Regions from separate parts of the Capra hircus genome. Here region 1 is linked to region 2. A link is a contact called in public Hi-C data. All regions are on one chromosome and are shown on one strand. Each heading gives the region's core, a stretch centred on a gene start, on an enhancer-like site or on the middle of the called end of the contact. The rest is flanking DNA. Distances are from core to core; before and after follow the strand shown. Region 1 overlaps RAPGEF2 (rap guanine nucleotide exchange factor 2). Region 2 holds the start of PPID (peptidyl-prolyl cis-trans isomerase D).

Region 1 (5,426 bases), core at 2,408-4,907, 450 kb before region 2:
CACTCCAGTATCCTCGCCTAGAGAACCCCATGGACAGAGGAGCCCGGAAGGCTACAGTCCATGGGGTCGCGACGAGTCGGACAGGACTGGAGTGGCTGGGCCCACACGCATGCATGACTCTTCTTCTTGACTGGGTCATGTGACTAAAACACATATAGTTTCATAATGACACACGGCACATACAGACCCTCGGGGAGCAGGGCAGCTGGTTTCATGACCTGTGAGATTTGCAGAAAGGCAGGCACACAGCAACATCGAGAATTACAAACTTTTAAATACTACCAAAATTTATATACTTTAGAATTTGTATATATCAATGCATGCTCTTCATATGTTTATCTGGCCAAAATATAAGTCAAACGAATTATTTATAAAACATGCAAAGGGCCCCTGGATGACCATCTGCATCAATCCAGCTTTTATACCACGGATGGTACAAAGGGAGCTGACCAGCCTCAGAGCACAGACCTGCCTGCGCTTTTCAGGCCTGTCACCACCTGCTCCCAAAGCCCCTCAGGCTGGCTTCCCAGTAAAGCCCCCACCAATAGTCTTTGCACCCCTCCCATACAGATAGCTGGCAGTGTACGGCCCACCCTAACACAGAGCCCCTTGAACACACTGGTCCTCCCTCACCCCTGGGTAAGTGTCCTACAACTCTACCCACCGGCGGCAGGGACTGCTTCGTGAGCCACCCACATGGGCCCCCAAGTGAGATCTGTGCAGCCACTTTATATTTCACCTCCTCCATCAGAGAAGAAACACCTCAAAGTCACTGTTTTACATGTTGTTCTAATCTTTGCATCTAGCAACGGGCTGTGCTACAAAGAAGGAACAGGCCCACACTCCTGCAGAGCCTATGGTATCCACAACCTGCGCACATGGTGAGCTCGACCCTGGGAGTACTTGGTGAGCGCGACCCAGGAGTAACCGAGACAAAGGGCAGGGGGAACGCTGTTCTCAGCCCCAGTATCCAGACAAGCTGAGGCAATTCTCCATGTGGCCACCAGGGGGCAGAGAGGACTAGCTGTCCTCCAAGGGCTTACACACCTAAGTAGGACATGGATCTTTACATCATCCCTTAGGGTTGTGCAGAGACCACGACCATCCTTTCTCCTCTGTCCCTAAAGAGAGGGCATGGGGGATGGGAGACAGGTCCACCAGCACTCTTGATAAAATCATTTCATTTCTATCATCCCCAGGAGGAAAAAGTCATATTTTAAACCTCTACTCCACCCCCACCCCTCACAACTTGGTAAAGCACCAGAGCCTTTAAAACAAAAATATTCCATACTGTGATAACTGCTGTCATCACATACTTCAGGGAAATGTTACAGAAAAATCCATGGTGGATTGTTATGATTTTGAGTAAAACTTTTTTTTGACTGTGTTATAATCAGTTTTTTGGACTTCCCTGGTGGCTCAGACGGTAAAGCGTCTGCCTGCAATGCGGGAGACCTAGGTTCGATCCCTGGGTCAGGAAGATCCCCTGGAGAAGGAAATGGCAACCCACTCCAGTACTCTTGCCTGGAAAATCCCATGGACGGATGATCCTGGTAGGCTACAGTGCATAGGGTCGCAAAGAGTCGGACACAACTGAGTGACTTCACTTTCACTTAATCAGTTTATTAATTGTGTACAGTATTGTAAAATACTTGTAAAATAGCAATAGGAGAAACTGTGAGAGGATATATGAGAACTCTTTGTACCAGCCTCTCAACTTTTCTGTAAACCTAAAACTGCTCTAAAAATAAAGTACTTTTAATTAATTTTTATTGGAGTATAGTTGATTTATAAGGTTGTGTTAGTTTCTGCTATACGGCAAAGTGATTCAGTAAACTTTGTTCTTAAACAGAAATTTCAACCTAAATCTTATGAAGGCTGTTTCTGAGTTTACTATAACTTACACCCAAAAGGAAGACCATGCCCCAGAGCTGCGATTTCATTCAAATTCACAAGTCAAAACGCAGGAAAATCTGTGATTATATTCCAGTCATCTACAGCTCAGTCTGGAGGCATTTCTTCAGCCCTGGACTCTCGAGCAACTGCATCTTTTTAAGGCAGATAAGGAATTCTAGAAGTAAAAGATACTGATTTAAGTTATTATGTTTGTCCAAAACTACCTTAAGGTTCCTTAGAGCTTTAAAAAAAAAACAGTTTTTGAATAGTTCCTAAACTTCAGACAGAAGTAATTCTAAGGCAATTACCTTATGAATTAACCATGAAAATTACAAGAGACCTCAGAGTTAGGCAGAGCACACCCTTGCCCCATGCCTCCTGCGCTTCCAGGTGGCAGGGAGCCTGAAGTGTCACATTCCAGGGGAGATGAGCTGAAGAAGGCAGAAAAGTACTTCCTAAATTCTAAGAAGCAGTGGAAGTACCACATCATCCTCAAAGTTTATCTCTTATTGAAGAAAACGTAAGAGTTAAATGATTCAGCAGCAACCGCCACCCCACGGTAGGTTTTATGCTCCTAAAGGAGAAGTGTTACGTTTAGCAAGTTAGACATCCATCACACGCTGCGTCCATTGCCCTGTCCCAGGGGAAAACAGCCATGGAAGCAAGTATTGTTTCTGAGGATTAAAATTTCTCACTGTGTGTGTGTGTGTGTGTGTGTGTGTCAGTCAGTCAGTCGTGTCCAATTCTTTGTGATCATACAGACTGTAGCTCACCAGGCTCCTCTGGTCATGGGATTCTCCAGGCAAGAATACCAGAGTGGGTTGCCATTCCCTTCTCCAGGGAATCTTCCAAACCCAGGGATCAAACCCAGGTCTCCTGAATTGCAGGTGGATTCTTTACCATCTGAGCCACCAGGAAAGCCCAAAATTCCTCATTAGAAAAATCAACAATTGTAACTAAAAACTCATCCTGGGGACAGATAAGAAAAATATCAAGTGGCTAAATCACAGAGTCACTATGAGCTTCAGAGTTGATATCTCCCCTTCAGAACAATGCCCACGACCAAGCCGACAGCTCCCCAGAATTCACATCTCTCAGGCAGCGAGAACAAACATCAAAACAGATCTTTTGAAGTAACTCTCTCATTTTAATCTCTCAGACTGCCAAATACGTAGTCAAATGTTAACTGCCCATGTATAGAGATTAACACACTAGAAAATGATTTGCCATGAACTGAATGCCAGCCTGGCTTTTGTTCTCTGTGAATAGGTGAGCAGGTAGTGAATGAGCACATTTTAAGTTACCATTTAAAATTCTGATTAAGTACAACTGAAAAGGTAAAGCAGCTGTACACACACATGCACACAATGCCCCCAACTCATAGAAAATGATTCCTGGACCATCTTCCATTTCTTTTTTTTAAAAAAAGGAGCTACACATGCCCCCTGTGCCCAGTTCTCCTCTAAGGACACAGTTAAAACCTTGGGCCCGGGATGGCACTCTTTCCCAGGGATGGTCTGGCTCTGATTAAGCCCTGCAGAAGCCGAGCTGGTGTTGGGTGGGGCGAGCTGGTGTTGGGGGGGGGGGGGGGGCACAGCCCACTGAAAACCTGGCAACAGGGGCCAGAGCTGCAGAACCACCCTCAGGACACCTCCAGGTCCAAAGACAACCTAACTGCAGACGACCAGGCCAATGTCAGCATCCCCACTGCGGCGGGTTCACACAGTCCTGGGAAAACAAAAGCCAAGCGGAACAGGTCACCGAGGACACACAGGCTCTCCGCAGAAAGGAAGCGCTTCCGAATGAAAGCAGGTTTTAAATATAGAAAACCTCATTGCTGCCATTTTTCTAGGACAAAAGACAAAAATAATTGGACATCTGTTTTTCCCATCTTGAATGTTTTACCGAGGAGTCAACCACCAAGAGTATTACTTATTCTCAAACTTCTCTGTTTCTCAAGAGGACAGGACAAGCACATAAAAACATTCTGCGGACACGGTTAAAGCTTTCCAACTCTGTTCATCAGAAATGAACTAAATGCTCGAGGCATGTTAGGTGCCGTTCAAAACTGATCTCTTTCAGATCTGTCCATATGAGATGAAGTGGCTGGGCGAGGGTAAGTTTAACCATCCCATCAGATGAACACTAGGGGCAGGGGGCAAGGGGGGGCACAGTTACAAAAAAGGAAGTGTATTACTAGACTGCAGAGAAGACATAAGGACTAGTAAACATACATATAAAACACTGATAATGGAGTGCTCCTTTAGAAAGAACCACAGTCGTAATTTCTGAAGCATCCTGCCTCTCGATGATGTTTCAAACTCTCCTTGGACACTAACGTCTAACATCTTTATCTTACATCTGTCCTACCTCCCACACCTGTACAGGGGGTACCACCCACCCCTGACAGCTTAAATCTGCGGATGTGTCCACTTGATCTGTATGATGGGCTCCATCACATTCAAAATTAAGTAGCATAAATCAAGAGACCTTTGGCCATCACAACAGCAATGCATGCTTGCTCGCTCTTAAACACACACACACACACACACACACACACACACACACACACACACACACACACACACACACACACACACACACACACACACACACACACGGAACCCTTTGGGCATCATTATCAAGACGCTCCAGAAACCAGAAGGAGGCAAAGAGCCCTTGGTGAATTCAGTTACCACTTAGGAGCCATCACAGCCAGAAGGGGAATGAGAAGGAAGGCAAAAGGGGCCCTCACCCCCACATTTCCTAAACTACGTTCATAACCCAGAATGCCTGGCGCTGAGATCAAAGCAACAAAGGGGAGATGGGTTTGCTGACCAGCTACTTCATCCCAGAACTAGAACATCCCCGTAGAAAGAAGGAAATGGAGGCTGTGAAACTTCCTTTTCCAGGTAAAGGACAAATTGCAAAGAGGCCCAGTGAAGGGGTTCCAAACATAGGTCCACAGCAAAGTTTTCACCAGCATTTGGCAAAGCAAAAGAACAAAGATGCTGCGTGAGATTCTTGATGAACCGAAGGAACTTAGCTTACAGAGCTCAGTGGTCTAGTGGTTAAAAACTCACCCTGCAACTCAGGGGATGCAGATTTGATCCCTGGCCGGGGAACTAAGATCCCACATGCCGTGGAGCAACTAAGCCCACATGCCAAAACCAGAATCCGTGTGCCACAAGGAAAAGGGCCTGCGTGATGCCACGGGGGTCCTGTGTGCCCCAACTAAGACCCGACCAACACAGCCAAGTAAATGAATACAATATAATTTCAAAAAAATAAAGAGCTTGACTTTTTGGGAAGATCATACCTTTTTTTTTTTTTTTTGCTTTTATAATGTCATCCTTTGAAATCATATTGATACGAGATGATATAACTCATTGCTTTGTCTAGTATCACCAGTAGAAGAAATTTTCTATAATTGCCCACATTATGTTGGCACGTCAATTTCTGAGTGGTGGTCAGGAAGATCAAGGGTCTGACTCATGAAATCCAAGAACCTGGGGCACCCACCTAAAAGC
Region 2 (6,041 bases), core at 2,163-4,662:
GCATCAGAGGATGAGATGGCTGGATGGCATAATCGATGGAATGGACATCAACTTGGGCAAACTCCGGGAGATGGTGAGGGACAGGGAGGCCAGGTGTGCTGCAGTCCATGGGGTCGTGAAGAGCTGGACAGGACTGGGAGACTGAACAACAGCAACTTCCAGGGCACACTGACAAATACAGGGATGTTGTTTTGCTCACTCTCCAAGTTAAGGACCATTTACACCGGTCCATTTCTACCTTTCCTCTTTCTCCCCACTTTCTACCATCCACAACCTCCTCTTTCTCCAGCACAAGGGGGGAGTTTGTTTGTTTCAGTTTCTTCTGTGAGTGGAAAGCCAAGCTCGTACAGAACATGTTTTATCCACTTCTCTTGCTCCGCCAGTTTTTTTTTAGTTCCTGTAAGCCAAGCTTTTTGCAGTATGAAAGCCAGGACGGACTCCTTTTATTCCTTCCTCTGTTTTCTTTTCTTTCTCTGCATCTTTCCCTTAAAGCAATAAATAAGCACAGGATGCCTAGCTGCTTGTTTGGGGTGGAGTCATGCACAAAAACACTGAAAGAAGATAATACTGGTTAGGGGAGGCAATCTGTTAATATTATCCTACCACACTAGGAACAGACAGAAACAGTAATAGGGCTCTTAGGAATAATATCCCTCCCTCTCTCCGAATGAAACTGTGTCCTTAGCCTTAAGAAATAGCGCATAGTCAACTGAGTCCTTTGGCTGTCCACCTGAAACTATCGCAACATTGCTAATCGGCTATACTCCAATATAAAAAGAAAGTTATAAAAATTATATACACAATATATTATAATAGTATATTAATATATTATTAATAATCAATATCAATATAATTATATTACATTATATAAGAAAGTTATAAAATATATTAATACAATGATAATATATTAAAATATACTATTATATTAATATATATTATATTATATGATATATTATTATATATAATATATATCAGGGCTTCCCTGGTAGTTCTGAGGTTAAAGCGTCTGTCCGCAATATGGGAGACCCAGGTTCGATCCCTGGGTTGGGAAGTTCCCCTGGAGAAGGAAATGGCAACCCACTCCAGTATTCTTGCCTAGAGAATCCCATGGACAGAGGAGTCTGGTGGGCTACAGTCCACGGGGTCGCAAAGAAATGGACATGACTGAGCGACTTTTCACTTCATATATATATATATAGAGAGAGAAATAATTCATAGTCTTGGCTCTGTTCCTTCCTACACATTGGGCAAGACTTCAGAACTCAGAGTCCTGTCTTAAGGAGACTGACAATGAGACAGGTTGTCTGCTAGGGTAAAGATTTATCAGTTCTGGAAAGATTTTCAAAGGTAGATTCTGTTAATAGAGTTGGTTCTAGGAATATGGCAGTTTATAAAAAGTTGTGACTTTACTGTGAAAAATCTAGACAGAGTGAGAGTAACATTTGGATTCGTCTTTTACACCCAGAAACCTGTATAACAGAAAGAATCATGTTGCATTTTCCGACAATGCAGAGGCATCCTCAAAGCAATTTGCATCTTTCATTTTGAAGTATTATTCAAAATTGATATTAGTAAGATATTAGTAATTGCTCTAATATAGTATTTAGTAATATTAACGTTGATATTAGTAATTATAATAATGTGAAAGTGAAGTTGCTCAGTCGTGTCTGACTCTGCGACCCCATGGACTGTAGCCTATCAGGCTCCTCCGTCCATGGGATTTTCCAGGCAAGAGTGCTGGAGTGGATTGCCATTTCCTTCTCCAGGGGATCTTCCCGACACAGGAATTGAACCCGGGTCTCCTGCATTGCAGGCAGCTGCTTTACTGTGGGAGCCATCAGGGAAGCCCAATTATAATAAAGTATTAGCTATTTACGGTTAATCATTGCTTACACTTGAGTACTTACTATGTGTCTGAAACTAAAACACCTTAAATAACTTATTTACTCCTCATAAAAACTTAAAAAATACGTATTATCTTAACTTACATATAAGGAAACTAAGACACAGAGAAGCTAAGTAACTTCAAAAATCACAAACTGCTATTAGAGATTCAACCCCAAAGTCTGATAGCCAAGTAGAAGTGCTTAGCTATGCTGCCTAGTTAATGATAATCAACCATAATAACAGAAGATTATAGTGCTTAAAAGACTACTTTTGGAATAAACTAAAAGCTGATTTTAAGCTCGTAGATCAGAACAAAAATTTTTACTTAATCATTTGATATTTTTGAGAAAAAGTCTAAGCTACCAATTTGTAGTTCTGAAATGAGACTGGTTTAAGGAATAATTTATTTTGACTCTTATCAAGCGGCCTTAGAGGTTATGTGCTAAGTAATTTCTTCTGGATCTTCGGGGAACCACAACGGATAAACACCATGAAACTGAAGGCCACCAATGCATAAAAGAGTAACATTTTACATTAACTTTAATGTGCCGGAGTTTGAAAGGATCAGCACGAGGAGCTGATACAGGAACTCTTCTCGCATTGTACATAAAGGCATATGAAAATGAAATTTCTTGACATTTTCATATAAACATTCTCAGGGCCTGACACTGTGAGAAGTGTTGAGGTTAGAAAAAAGAACACCAAATTCCTGTCTTCGTGGAGTTTAACGGCAGAAGATAGACGAATAGGTCAATAAACAATTAGAATATTATGAAGTGGTAAGGACCATAGCACCACTCTTCTCCAGAATTGAGCTTTATCAAGAAGTAAGTGTGCGGGAGTTCACTCTTCTCCAGAATTAAGCTTTATCAAGAAGTAAGTGTGCTGGAGTTGGTGATGGACAGGAAGGCCTGGCGTGCTGCGATTCATGGGGTCGCAGAGTCGGACACGACTGAGCGACTGAACTGAACTGAACTGAAGTGTGCGGTCATGCAGCGAAATCAGAAACTTGAATACAGCTCCTCAGGGAAAGCGGGCACCCTACAAGGCAGCTGAACCAGGAATCTTCGGCCTGGCCTCCTGCCACCGCTCACATGGCCAAGTAAGAGAATCGATTTACAACACGGCCGCCACCGCACAGGGATCAGCGACTCGCCGCGGCTTGCTGCGCCGCCAGGCGGGTGCTGAGGGCCATCGTCTCCACCCTCTGACGACCCCCAACGTGAGCGTTTCCAGCCCCGTTTCCCAGACACACGCATTTTTCGACAGCCGGCCCCTAGCCTGACAGCTAAGCCCCGAGGTGGAACGGGGTGACAGCCTGACAACGCTCTCCCAAAACACTAGCGAGAGGAATAAAAACAACTGGGCCTACAGCTTCAGTGCACCAGAAAAGAGGAGAAACCCGGCTGAGAAAGCGCAGAGCCGACCACTAGAGCTCAGGCACCAGCGGACTCCAAGGCCAGCGAAGCCGGAAGTCGGGCCGCGCCGCAGGAAGTTGAGAGGCGGCGCCGGAAGATCAGCCGTGTCCTCCGTACCCCAGCCGGAAGCAGCTCACCAGCGCCGCCGTTCTTCGCGGGCCTTGTGACTTTAGGGTTCCAGCTTCACGGAGACCACGCGGTGTTAAGAGGTGGTCGTACACGCGCCCTAAAGCCACAATGTCGTATCCATCCCCCCAGGCTAAGCCTTCCAACCCCAGTAACCCTCGAGTCTTCTTCGACGTGGACATCGGAGGGGAGCGAGGTGAGGAGGCGGGGCGCCCGGGGTCGGGGGCCCCTGAGGCTGGAGCGCTGCTCGGGCAGGGGGCTGGTCTGAGGTGGGGCCGGCTGCCCACACTGGGACCTGCACTGGTCCAGGCCTCTGGGCTGGGTTGCGCCCGCGACCTTGTACCGGTGCCGTGGGGCGTGGAGAAGTTTCTGGAAATTTCTGTTCGAGGAATGCTGGAAGCTTTTGGGTTTATCTGTCCCGACTTGGCCGCACCTGCCCGCCACCTAGCACCGTGAAGTTAGCACAAAACGAGATGATTTTGTTTGTAGGGCGAAAACCTGCTTTGAAAACCCCAGGTTAAGCGTCTGGTGGGCTCCCGTCACCCTGTGTCTTTCGCCACGTGATGTATGTCAGCAGTTGCCATGTTATCTATAAATTAAACCGACTTTTGCGTGTTTTCCTTTTTTCTTTTTTACTACTGATTCTTCTTTACTACTGATGCATTCAGATTGGTGGACATTTTCTCCGTTTTGGCGTGGGGAAAATGAGATCTGTGTGGCGGTGTGGTTGCCTAGGCTACAGTAGCAGCTTGCAGGCGCCTCAGGTCTTGTGAATTCTCACATTGCTTTGTAGCTTAATTGCTCCTGTTCTGGAACACGTTACAACTGCTTTAAAGGAAAAAACTCTGTCCCTTAAGCCTGGGACAGAGTATCTCAGCTCTGTTCAAAGAGATGAGGAAGGAGTCAAGGTATATAGGAGTTTTTGCAACAAAGACCTCGTGGTCGGAACATCGAAAAAAGATTACTGTTTATTAAAGAAAACCAGGTGTCTCTAGTTAAGGAGTGTAGGGCTTTTCTCTGTATGGGAAGATGTAAGAATCTGGGCTCACTGCAATCATTCATTTGATGTGCATCTCAGCTGTCTGGGGCCAGTATCCTGTGTTTTCCCATCCTTAGTCTCCTCAGGGTACACTGTTCAGGGTGGCTGCAGCAACTGACTGCTAGGTGGACTTGGAAATGGGCAGCCTGTTTGTCTCCATACTGAGTTCCCTCCGGGCTCTTCGGCTGCGTCAGGTCAGCATAATGTGATGGCTTAATGGCTGCAACAGTCTTTGTTTACTGAGAAGGCAGGCAAACACACGCAGGGAGACTTAGGTGTGTGTTCATTTTGTTTTGAAATTTAGTGCTGGGTTTATTGCCTGCATTAGGAATTGTCTAGAATGGCAACTTTTTCAGGTTTTGCTGCAGAGGCAGCACTAGGCAGGTTCCACAGAGCACAGAGACCACAGCTGCACTTAAAACTTGGCCAGCCTGACCACTCAGAGGATATTGTATTTTCTTCTATTGGTCATTTGGTGATTTAAAATTATGCGCACATGTCAGAGAAAATCAATCAAATGATGGTGTCCTTTGTTGTTGTTCTGTCACTAAGTCTTGTCTGACTTTGTGACCCTCTGAACTGCAGCATGCCAGGTTTCCCTGTCCTTCATTATCTTCCGGAGTTTGCTCAAACTCATGTCCATTGAGTCAGTGAACCCTGAATATTCAGTGGAAGGATTGATGCTGAAGATCCAATACTTTGGCCACCTGGTGCGAAGAGCCGACTCATTGGAAAAGACCCTGATGCTGGGAAAGGTTGAGGGCAGGTGGAGAAGGGGCCGACAGAGGATGATGGTGTCCTTATATGCTGCTGATCTTCTGGCTACTGTTTATGATCTTTTGTAAGATGTAGTAAAGTAGTTGTTTTAAAGTCATCTGGATACATGATACTCAATTTAGGTAGACTGAATTAGAATATTAGAAAAATGACCAAAAAAAGAAAACTTGGTATTTTTCAGTCACCATAATTTTACCATTGTTTTGCATACTGACACAATTTTATTTTTTCTTTCAGTTGGTCGAATTGTCTTAGAATTGTTTGCAGATATTGTACCCAAAACTGCAGAAAATTTTCGTGCATTATGTACAGGAGAAAAAGGCATTGGACCCACCACTGGGAAACCTCTCCATTTCAAAGGATGTCCTTTCCATAGAAGTATGTATACATTTTGTGAATCTGATTCTTCTTAGAAGTCATGAATCCTGTTCCTTAGGGAGTTAGGGAAGAAAACACTAAGGAGAGGGTGAGAGTTAAAAATTACTATTAGTTTCAAAAGGATGCTTTAACATCTGAGACTATAGCTCAGTTTCATAGATGTTGGGCTGTGAAAGGTGGAAGTAATTATGGCAGGGTCCTAAGGTTTATTTATTGAGAAATGGGTTACCCTTGTTTCACCAGGATGTGGCCATGATAAACAAATAGAGCTTGGGTAGCTTGACTGCCTGGTGACACAAAGTTATGCCTACTTCTTGGGCAGGATTGCTTGGGAAGACTACAGCTGACTTAAAGATTCCATATTTTGGATCCCTGGTGTGACATGTGATGACTAGGTGACCTTTCACTGTGTTGTC

The links. Hi-C and Micro-C count contacts between places; a contact is called where the count stands out from the background.
Region 1: a Hi-C map of blood shows a contact between it and region 2, with 4 times the contacts expected there. The contact joins the enhancer-like site here to the promoter of PPID in region 2. A contact is called at or near these places in 3 of 5 Hi-C or Micro-C datasets (blood and liver).

Annotation. Positions count from the first base shown.
Region 1 is chr17:31,238,907-31,244,332 of ARS1.2, reverse strand. The region is part of intron 1 of RAPGEF2 (rap guanine nucleotide exchange factor 2); the gene reads right to left. Among named protein-coding and RNA genes, the nearest start is that of RAPGEF2, 72 kb to the right of the region's middle. Within about 2 kb of position 3,657, at least 2 of the 5 cell types and tissues checked have an H3K27ac peak or open chromatin away from gene starts, as enhancers often do.
Region 2 is chr17:30,790,717-30,796,757 of ARS1.2, reverse strand. It overlaps PPID (peptidyl-prolyl cis-trans isomerase D), which reads left to right and starts at 3,412. Exons shown (of 10, transcript XM_018061485.1): 1 at 3,412-3,627; 2 at 5,485-5,625. The coding sequence starts at 3,543.